3 separate regions of the Mus musculus genome follow, and all the other regions are linked to region 3. The links are chromatin contacts, called in public Hi-C and HiCAR-type maps. All regions are on one chromosome and are shown on one strand. The core of a region is the stretch at or near the end of the contact, and the rest is flanking DNA. Distances in the headings are between cores, read along the strand shown. Region 1 has its middle 4.3 kb from the start of Gm35909. Region 2 overlaps Gm35967 (a long non-coding RNA gene). Region 3 holds the start of 9330188P03Rik (RIKEN cDNA 9330188P03 gene).

Region 1 (3,208 bases), core at 706-3,205, 76 kb after region 3:
CAATGGCCAGAAGAATGCTTCAGATCCTCTACAGTTAAACTAGAGTTACAGGCAATTGTGTGCTGCCCAATATAGATGCTGGGAATAGGGCATCCATTCTCTAAAAGAGCAGTAAGTGTCCTTAACCACTGTGCTCTCTCTCTCTCTCTCTCTCTCTCTCTCTCTCTCTGTGTGTGTGTGTGTGTGTGTGTGTGTGTGTGTGTATCAGAGGACAACGTGCAGAATTGGTTCCTTCAATGTACCACATGTAGCCCTGGCATCAAGCTCAGGTCCCTTCTGAGCCCAACCTCATTGGCTCAGTCCACCTTTCTTAACCCTCAATTCTGTCTTAACTGTGACCACTATGAACCTCAGCTAAATAACACAGAGCCCGGAGGGAGGGGAAATGTTTCTCTTCTCTCATTTTCATCAGAAAACATTGCAGCATCTTCTTCCCAAGTGGGAGGGAGTCCTTTCTTTCCTGCCTTGAGCTCATAGCAGAGAAGGCTGGCTGGGAACGCGGATCACAGAAAAACGTTTTCAAGGGTGGGAGAACGTTAGGGTGTTTTGCGGATAGGGTCCACTTCAACCCTTGCACCATCCTCGTGAGAGAAACGGTCCTAGGGAGCTACCCAGATCCAGTTCACATCAAACAGAGCAGCAGTGGCCAAGCAACCAGAGATGATGAGCAGGAACACAGATCCCCAAGGACTCAAGAAGGCTAAGGGCCACAGTCACTGGCAAAGGAAACAACAGGAAGCAAAGAAAGAAGGAAATCCGAGGAGATAAAGGCTAAAGAAAAGGGATGAGGAGTGAGGAGAAAGGAATGCTTGCGGGCCGAGATAATTAGCCTGGGTCACAAGTATCTTTTAACAGTGAACTAGCTCACCGTTCCAGTTTCAGCTCCCACTGTGTTCCTCCCATGACCTCAGTGCACATCCACACCTAAATGCGATCCCTGGCTGTGCGTCATGACATCACAACGTTTGGGCTTTATTAAAGACCACTGAGAACACTGTGTCTCTAGCTCTCACCGTGCTACCTACTCCCTCTGTTGATCGAGAATACTCAGGCCATGGGAAGTTAAGCTTTCTGTTGACGTCATTTTTGGATTTTGAAACAAGTCCTCACTGTGTTGCCACGATGAGCTCAAACTCGTGACGTTCTTGCTCTGGTATTGTGATTGTAGGTTTGTGTCACCACATCTAGCCTTCGTTTGGGGTTTTAGATATCAATTAACTTTAAGGCATCGCAGAAAATGACTGAAGTCATCAAAATCCCAAACAGACTTTGGAATGACCTTGAACTGTGCTAGGTATGACACATCCCCCAAGTGTAATCAGGCTGTCTGCTCATAGTGCCTCAACATTTATTTTATGTATATAAAAATATATGTATATTAAAAAGTATAACTTTTTAGAAGAGCTTCTAGAAGCCACTGTCTAAAAACATAAATGAACGAATCCTTTGATCCAGAATGCAGAACTCAGTCGAGTCCAACAAACTTCTTATCGCTGCTTCCCCAAAATATGTTTCGAAAGACAATCTTCCATGGAAATTCATACAGCCATACTTGTTCTGAGAGCACATTCTCTGAGCCGGCAGCCTGTATGGGGAAGATGGAACCGCAGGAACCGCACCGTGCGTCGGTTTGGCCGTATGAATGTTGGTCAGCGAAGACAACGTAGAGATCACAGCTTTAGGAAATGCACTGGAGAGCTAGTGTGCCTCTCTTGCTACTGAACAGCAGAAGTGGTTTTTGTCTCTGCGTGTTTCGGGACCAGTTAGATCCAAAGGAAATACAGAAGGGGCATAGTTTTCCTGGCTACTCCTCTGGCAGCTCTAAGCATCCTGGCCTGGTAGGGGCAGAGTCACATGACCATCTTTTTGAGCTGGGGAACTTGGGACTAGGCCTCGCTGAGATTGTGCTCACAGTCTACAAATTCCAGCCACGCCAGATTTCAGACTCTTTCCAAAACTGTTGCCAGGCGCTAAAACCAAAAGGACTGTGCTGCACGGACTTTTGAAAGAAATCAATTACAGACTTCCCTGACTTGCCCAACAATCAACTACTGGAAATATTCTTTTTGTAAAGAAGCACAGAGACTTTTGCAAGGTGTTTGCAGGTCAGCCTTCTTTGGGCACCAAGCTAGACCATGATGAATAAAATAGAACTTTTTCACATCACGCAGTGTCGTCGTCCGTGTCCGTTCCCCCCCTCTCCCTGCCCCCCTTTCTGCTGTGGAGGGCTGTGAATGCTAAAGACCAGTGATGGGGGACCAGCAGCCAAAAGAGAATTCAGGCTCATTCTTGCTGACAACATTGTGGAGTTACTGAGGGAACCACAAGATCAAGCTTTCAGCTTTTCTTCTGAGCACAGGGAAACATCTTTGAAGGAAATTATGCTTAGACACAGTTTCTTAGCTTCAAAATCAAGAGAGTCACAGTAAGACTCGGATGAAGAAGACGACTCTCTTCTACACAGTAGAGCAGTTTTCTTTCTTTCATTCTTTCTTTCTTTCTTTCTTTCTTTCTTCCTTTCTTCCTTTCTTTTATTTTTAGTAAAGCAGTTCTTAAGCCTAAAAATCACAAACAGAAATTGCTTTAGAAATACAGTATCTGTGGGAAAATGTTTAAATTATAATATTAATTTTTTTCTTTTGAATTCTCTAAGTTCCTATCAGTTACATGTACCTGGACAATTGGGCAGGATCATAACCACGATTGGCTATGGTAGGCAAGTTTCTATATCCAGGTCATGTGCAATACTGATATAATATTAGTAGGAAAATACAGGGAATCTAGCTCTCTGTAAACCAAAGGAAAACTGAGTGAGAAACAGAATGTCTTGAGACATTCTTACACCACTTCATATGTTAATTAACTTATATAGCCAGATTGGATTAATCAAAAATCTCTCATAATTTCTCAATAATAAACACTAATAGATATCTGAAACTGTTTCCCCTACTTTTCATGCCCATTCTGTTCTTCTTGGGTCTCCTGTCTATAGAGAGGCCTTGGTGTACATGAGGAACTTACAGACACGCTCCTATCTGGTTCCTCCCGGTACTGCCTCTGCACATGTACTCAAACCGTACATCTTTCCTCTTCATCCTCACTTGTAACTCTAAATCTGACACAGTTCGGATCACTGAAACAGTCTTTGCACAGGACTTCCTGTCCTCTGTCACAACCCTGGCCCCTCCACCCTTCATTCCTCTTTCCT
Region 2 (3,138 bases), core at 347-2,846, 95 kb before region 3:
ACAGACTGTGCAGGTTGTATGTATACATACATATATACATACATACATACAGACAGATAGGCATATATTTATATATATATATATATGTATTCCTCTATGGAGTGTGTGTGTGTGTATAATTACACTTAAAGAGAAAGAGGGCATGGATTTGATAGTGATCAAGAAGGATGCTTGGGAGAGGATGGGGTGAGCAAATGAAAGGGGAAATTTGATGTAATGATAATTTCAAACAACAAAAATTAATTATTAAAATGTGTACCTCAGGGCTCTGTAGCAGATAACTCATTTGACTGATCAGTTATTCATTCATTCATTCATTCATTCATTCATTCATTCAAACTCCAAACATTTAGTAATGATCTGCTGAGATGGCAAAGTGGGCTTAGGCACTGGGTCCAGGAGTATGGATCGCCATATGATAATTCCTGGGGTGAGGCATATTATGCACTTTTTACCACCCTCCAGTTATCTTCATTGTCACATGGTTGGAAAAAAGGAAGGAAGGAAGGAAGGAAGGAAGGAAGGAAGGAAGGAAGAAAGAAAGAAAGAAAGGAAGAAAGGAAGAAAGGATAAAAGGAAGAGAGACACGCCAGAATTGCTTCACTGTAGAAACTGAAGTTATGAAAGTTCCTCCCCTAAAAGTGTCCCCTCAGCCACCAGCTCTAATGTTGGTACAACAGCTCCTCTGAAGGCCCTGAGTCTATTTGAGCTGCCCTCAGTCATCAGGGTTATTTGAAAGCACCCTTCCTTGTCAGAACAAGGCCCTGTCTCCAAGGCCCAGATCCACAGGAAATTGATCTCTTGAGTGTGTCACAAAAGTATGAGGCTCCGCAAGGTAGAGTGTAGTGTTACGGTGCAGGTGCATTGCCCAGATGACGTGCTGATGGCAAGGGCGGGGAGGAAGCCCTGCTCCTTTTCACAGTCGCAGACAGAAGCACTACAGCGACCAGAAGGGCAAGTGGCATGCCTCACATTCTTCCGTGTTGAAAACAATAAAAGGTGGGGGGAAGTAGAGAAAAAAATCAAATTTCTGCAAAGAGATGTCAGCAGTAAATTTAACGCAGGTGCAGTGTTCTCCAAACAAAGAGAGTTTTGTTTCTACTGCCCGTGGCTCCATCAAGACCTGCCTGCCCTAGCCTCCTCCTCCCCACTGTGTGTTTTTTTTCTTTTTTATCAGTGTAAGGTAGATTAAAATGTTGATACCCTCCCCTAGCAGAAGCATTTTTAGTGTTCTCAGCACAACTGCTGCAGGATTAACCACCCTTCCCTCCCCGCCCCTTGCACGCAGCCAAGTCCTTTCTACTCTTAAGTTTTAATTTATCAAGCCTTACATTTTCCTCCCGGTTTCCACTGTGGACATGGTTTCTTGGCCATTTGTACTCTCTTGAATCTATAACAAAAGTAACAACAGGAAACAAAACACTGACTTTAGCTAGAGTAACTCATTTACAATTTTTTTTAAAGTCCCTTCATTGGTCAAGGTGACATTAAAAGAGCAGGTGATTTGTCCTTTCTTCAGGCCCTCACAGCAGAGTGACTGACACCTGACATGGCGGCATCACACTGGATTCACCTGATGACTCATAGACTTCCTTCTGATGATGATGCTTCCCTGAGAACAATTTCCCACTCCACCAATGAAGCTGAAGCTGAGGCCTCACTCAACGTTCTGAGTCACCTTTCTAAGCCATTAGTGAGCATGTGAACCTCTCTGGGGTGGTGACTCATTTAATTAGGAACAGATAAGTGATATACTATGGCTGTCATGCTGTTCAGTAGGCTAGGGGTGGCTAAGTAAAAGAAAAATGAGCAATAAACACAAATTTGGTAGTTTATAGTTAACCCCTAGGATTGGGACAACTTTCAGGAATAATCTAAAGTTAACCAACACACAGAGAACTTTTAATAAGAACGCCACTTTTCATCGTACATCTTTATGGATCTACATGAATTTCACTTATGCCATGCTGACGTATGTGAAATTTGTCTTAGACAGAGTCCAGGCTCTAAAGCCATTGTGGACAGTTCTGTCCTTTCCCAGATCTAATCTTCAGCAATGTGTCTTTATTGACCACAACGAGCATCTCAGGAAAATGTTCAGGCCTTTTATAATGTGTGTGCCCAGCTCACAAATGTCTTCCCTCATGACTCCTCCAAAGTGACTTTTCAGCTCCCACAGTAAAATGGCCTTCCTAAGCGGGTCCTATTGGGTCTGTGTTCCCCTCAGGGGCTCAGTAACGGTCCCCAACCTCTTTCACGTAGCATCTTCAGTACTTTCCCAAAAGGTAGGAGTTTGATCTTCTGCTTCCTTAGTTTTCAGCAGGTCTCTCTTAAAATAGGTTTACCACGTGCTGGGGATAGAAAGAGGGCTCAGTGGTTAAGAATATCTGTGGCTCTTCCAGCGGACCTGGGTCTGGTTCCCAGCATTCATGTGCATCTGTGTCACCATGCGTAACTATTGTTCCAGGGAACCTGAAGCCTTCTTGTGACCGGAGGGCACCAGGCATAAACATGGCGCTTGTAATACATGTAGGCAAACACTCATATGTATAAGATAAATAAATCTAAAGAAAATAATATGTGCTACATCTTGCTACATGTTCAAGGGCAAGGACCTCATTCTCTCAAACTTTGAATGCTTTAATCCATAAACCAATAACTGCTACTTTGCAGGGGTCCAACAACCATTTCTTAAATAAGTAATGAATAAATGGGTGAATGATAAAAAGTTGAAACTCACTAATACTACTTCAGTTGTTTGATTCCAATTTAAATATGTGTCTACACATACACACACACACACACACACACACACACACATCTAACAAATTTTGTTCTTTTCCAAAATTCTAGATATTTATGAGTATAGGGAACTCTATGAGTCAGGGAGACTCTAATCCTTCAATTTAAATATCTACTTGCTCATTAAATTTCTTTAGGTAATATTCTAAAGTTATATGGGCTTATTTTCACATCTAAAGCTTTCACCAGATTGTCTGATGGTGGTTTAGCCAGAAGGGGAATCTAGCAACATGAAATAATTATTAAACAGCCATTTTGTTTCAGAGTAGGAGAAGCAATAAGAAAAGTGTACTCCAGAGATACATATCTTACAACATAGTGTTTAGTGTCACACAC
Region 3 (3,186 bases), core at 111-2,610:
TTTTGAATTGATGTCTCCACTAATGTTTTAAAACTATACACCAGTAATTTTAAAATCTGTATTTTCTAAAAATTATACTCTATGAGGAAAGTTCAGCCCCACCCTACGGGCCAAAAGGGTGGCTTAGCGGGTAAGAGCACAGAGCACCCAGGTTGGATTCCCAGCTCACACATGGTGGCTCACAACCATCTGCAACTCCAGTTCCAGGGATGCTGACAATCCCTTCTGACTCCTTGGGCAGAGACACATGGAGCACACACGGAACACACATACACATGGAGCACACACATTCATGCAGAAAAAAAAAACACTCATACATGTTAAATAAGTAAATCTGGTTGGTTGGTTTTTAGAAAGACTGGTTTGCTGTGTCTATCTTGATCAAGAAGCAAGATGCCTGCTTCAGATAGTGTGCTACACACCAAGTCAAATGGGACGACTTAAAGTCCTTTTACAGTCTCTGAGTATCACCCTGTAGCTTTCAACCTGACAGACCCCAAATTCTGAGCTCACAGGAAACATCCAACACAGAAGTTCCATTTTCCAGCTCATGGTAGAGTCTTTCTCAACTGAAAGTCCTCTTCTCCTTCCTAGTGCTGTGCAGTGTAATGGTTTGGTAGCTCATTGCTTCTAAGAATCTTTCACCTTTTCCCACTGGTATCCTCTTGCCTTGCCAATCATCCTGAGACAGGCACATGTGGTCCTCTCTTCTGACAAACAACATGGCTGCCCTGGCTCCCCTCTGGTACCTTCTTGTTTCATCCAAGACCAGGCTGAACGTTTTCTCCCAAGCTGAAAGCCCCGGGCCACATAAGGGCAAAGCAGCCACATCAGAGCTGCTCCTGGTACCAAGGAAAATTATTTGCCCCAAGAGGCAAACACAGCCCAGGCAGTGTCCAGGGTATCAATCCCTCTCTTCTCTGTTATAAAAGGTCCTATTGTAGAGACACAAATCATTCAGAGATGGCATAGACAATGTCTAATCAGTTAATAGCCACTGCGCAGCCGCTGGGGACTGGCCCCAAACTAGATGCCGCCTGTAACCTATTCACTGGAAGAAAGCAGGACAGAACACAACTCGCACAGATTTATATTCATTTCTCCTTTTAGCTCAGGACACCCGGGCAAGCCTGAATCCTTTGAACAACAGTAGACAAAGGCAGCCGTAATAGAGATGAGAATACTTTTTATCTCCGGGCAGCAAGGTGGCAGATAAGTCCCAGTGGGTTACTCACACTGGTCGAAGTTGCGTCCCTGCTTCTGTCATGAATCACCGCTTTATGGAGTTTACGGAATCTCTGAGATTCTCCTTCCTTGTTTGTGAAACAAAAATGACGACGATCTACATCACAAGTCCTGTAAAGCACTGCAGCCTGCGGAAGTGCCGGATACTTTATGAGGCGTGCTGATGACACTCGGCCGTATTTGCTCTCCCCACGCCCCGTGTCTAAAATTAGAAGCCCTCGTCAAAAGTCTCTTGCGTACAGTATCCTGTTTAGCCCTCGCCCAAATCCCACCCACGTACACTTGAACTCGTGAACAGCACGTCAGGCCTTTGGGTTTGCTTTCTGAAACATAATTGAGAAAATCCTCTCGGTTTCTTGAATTTAGCTCTCCTCCCTGGCAAGCGTTACAAAAAATACCTGAAGCTGTGAAAGGGTTAATTTTATTCCCGTGTTCCAGATGTCTTCAGCACCTTGACTTTGGTAATATATTAAGAACAGTAAGTCTTTCTAATGAAAGTGAAAGGTATGCATTGTGTTGAACTGGGCCACTTTCCCCTGAAGCAACGCTGCTTCTTGGGACAGCATCCCGCCATGTTCTACAGGGTGAGATATGGCTGTGCTCAGGTTTACCCTGTGCTGGCACATTTTCAAGCAACTGAAATTGGTATCCAAGCAGTTAAAACTACATCAGCAGTAATAGCTATGAGCTCATCTTGTATAAAGACATTTTTAGTTAAACACCACAATCTTGGGGTGGGGGGCGGCGAGTTAGTGTGCTTAACCAGGCTGGCTTGGAATAGCTCACAATATGACGCATACCACAGGAAATCGAGTGGTATGAGGCACCTACAAAATATTTTTCAAACAAGTCATTGACGCTGTAAGGCCCATGCCTCAGCTTTAGGAAGTCACTTATTAAGAATCAACACCAGCCGTGCCAAGCTAAGCTTCTGCTCTTGGTGATTTTCCAATTGAATATTCAGGGCCCTGTCTCAGTCTTGTTTTCGGGGAAGTACATGCCTGGAATGTTAGCAAGCTATTTGCTGGAAAAAATGCCCACAACAGACCCAATGTTGATCACATTAATGCGTTTGAGTGGGTATAGAGTACAAATGATTGAAAACGCTTCCAGATCCCCGTTACCGGGGACAAAGCAGCCTCTGTTCTCTGATCCGATGGTCATTTTTTTTCCAGCAGAGGATGTGGTGCAGGAAGAGGGAAGAGTGCCAATCTCTGTCTAATGGTTCCAAATAGGGCCTGGGCCTAGCTCTTTGGATGCCATCGATGAGTGGGAAATGAAACGCAGATGGGTCAGATGGGTAAGGAGAGGGGATTACAGGTCAGGCCAAAGAGTTGGAATAAATTAAGTGCTTATGAGGTACAGAATGGTACATTGTTTAAGTGAATGGACAGGGGAAAAACATTCTGGCATTGTTTGGACCAGTGAGGGAACGCAACCTTCCCCCTCCCAGACCCACATAGGCTCAGAGCTGCGTCCTCAGGATGCGAGTGAACAAAACCCCCGAACTGTAGCCAATGGCTGCCTAGAGGATTCTCCCCCAGCCTAAAGAAGCAATTTCGCTTTATTACACACGAGATGTAATTTATTGGGAGAAATGTTTGGGTTCGTGTCAGATCATAGAGAGTCAGATTTGGGGTTCCCTGGAGATCGCTGAGGAGAAGGTGAGTAACCACAAATTAATACAGCAGGGAAATAAAGCGACAGAAGAAATGCTTGAAATATTGAACCAATTTCCCCCATTTTAGCATTTTAAAACTTTGCTCATAAATCCGAGATCAACTTAAGAAAACGAAGCAGACCTTACAAGGCATGAAATCGATATAGACAACGAAAAGTGGATCTGAAAGATTCTTTTTTTTTTTTTTTTCTCTTAGTTTTAGGGCTCTTAATACTATAGGGAAAGACACAGAAATGGCTTTTTAGACAACGAGGATGTTC

The links. A called contact is a pair of places that touch in the nucleus more often than the background predicts. HiCAR-type assays count read pairs that join an accessible place to other places.
Region 1: a contact with region 3 is called in a HiCAR-type map of astrocytes, with 9 times the contacts expected there. The contact joins the enhancer-like site here to the promoter of 9330188P03Rik in region 3. A contact is called at or near these places in 5 of 484 Hi-C or Micro-C datasets (the N1E-115 cell line, brain, cerebral cortex and 2 more), 7 of 115 datasets of contacts at active chromatin or transcription factors (SST interneurons, astrocytes, embryonic fibroblasts and 3 more) and 1 of 9 other capture datasets (embryonic tail).
Region 2: a contact with region 3 is called in a Hi-C map of the N1E-115 cell line, with 4 times the contacts expected there. The contact joins the enhancer-like site here to the promoter of 9330188P03Rik in region 3. A contact is called at or near these places in 3 of 39 promoter capture datasets (the 3T3-L1 cell line, embryonic stem cells and liver), 4 of 484 Hi-C or Micro-C datasets (the N1E-115 cell line, embryonic fibroblasts and muscle stem cells) and 3 of 115 datasets of contacts at active chromatin or transcription factors (astrocytes and pancreatic cancer cells).

The regions. Positions count from the first base shown.
Region 1 is chr14:105,512,153-105,515,360 of GRCm38.p6, reverse strand. No RefSeq gene overlaps it. Among named protein-coding and RNA genes, the nearest start is that of Gm35909, 4.3 kb to the left of the region's middle. Within about 2 kb of position 1,955, at least 28 of the 459 cell types and tissues checked have an H3K27ac peak or open chromatin away from gene starts, as enhancers often do. A contact at or near this core is called in astrocytes, cerebral cortex, forebrain and 1 more, where this site is marked.
Region 2 is chr14:105,683,024-105,686,161 of GRCm38.p6, reverse strand. Gm35967 (a long non-coding RNA gene) reads left to right here. Exons shown (of 4, transcript XR_874934.2): 4 at 1,520-2,811. Among named protein-coding and RNA genes, the nearest start is that of Gm6145, 41 kb to the right of the region's middle. Within about 2 kb of position 1,596, at least 45 of the 459 cell types and tissues checked have an H3K27ac peak or open chromatin away from gene starts, as enhancers often do. A contact at or near this core is called in the N1E-115 cell line and pancreatic cancer cells, where this site is marked.
Region 3 is chr14:105,587,723-105,590,908 of GRCm38.p6, reverse strand. It overlaps 9330188P03Rik (RIKEN cDNA 9330188P03 gene), which reads right to left and starts at 1,360. Exons shown (of 3, transcript NR_102319.1): 1 at 1,236-1,360.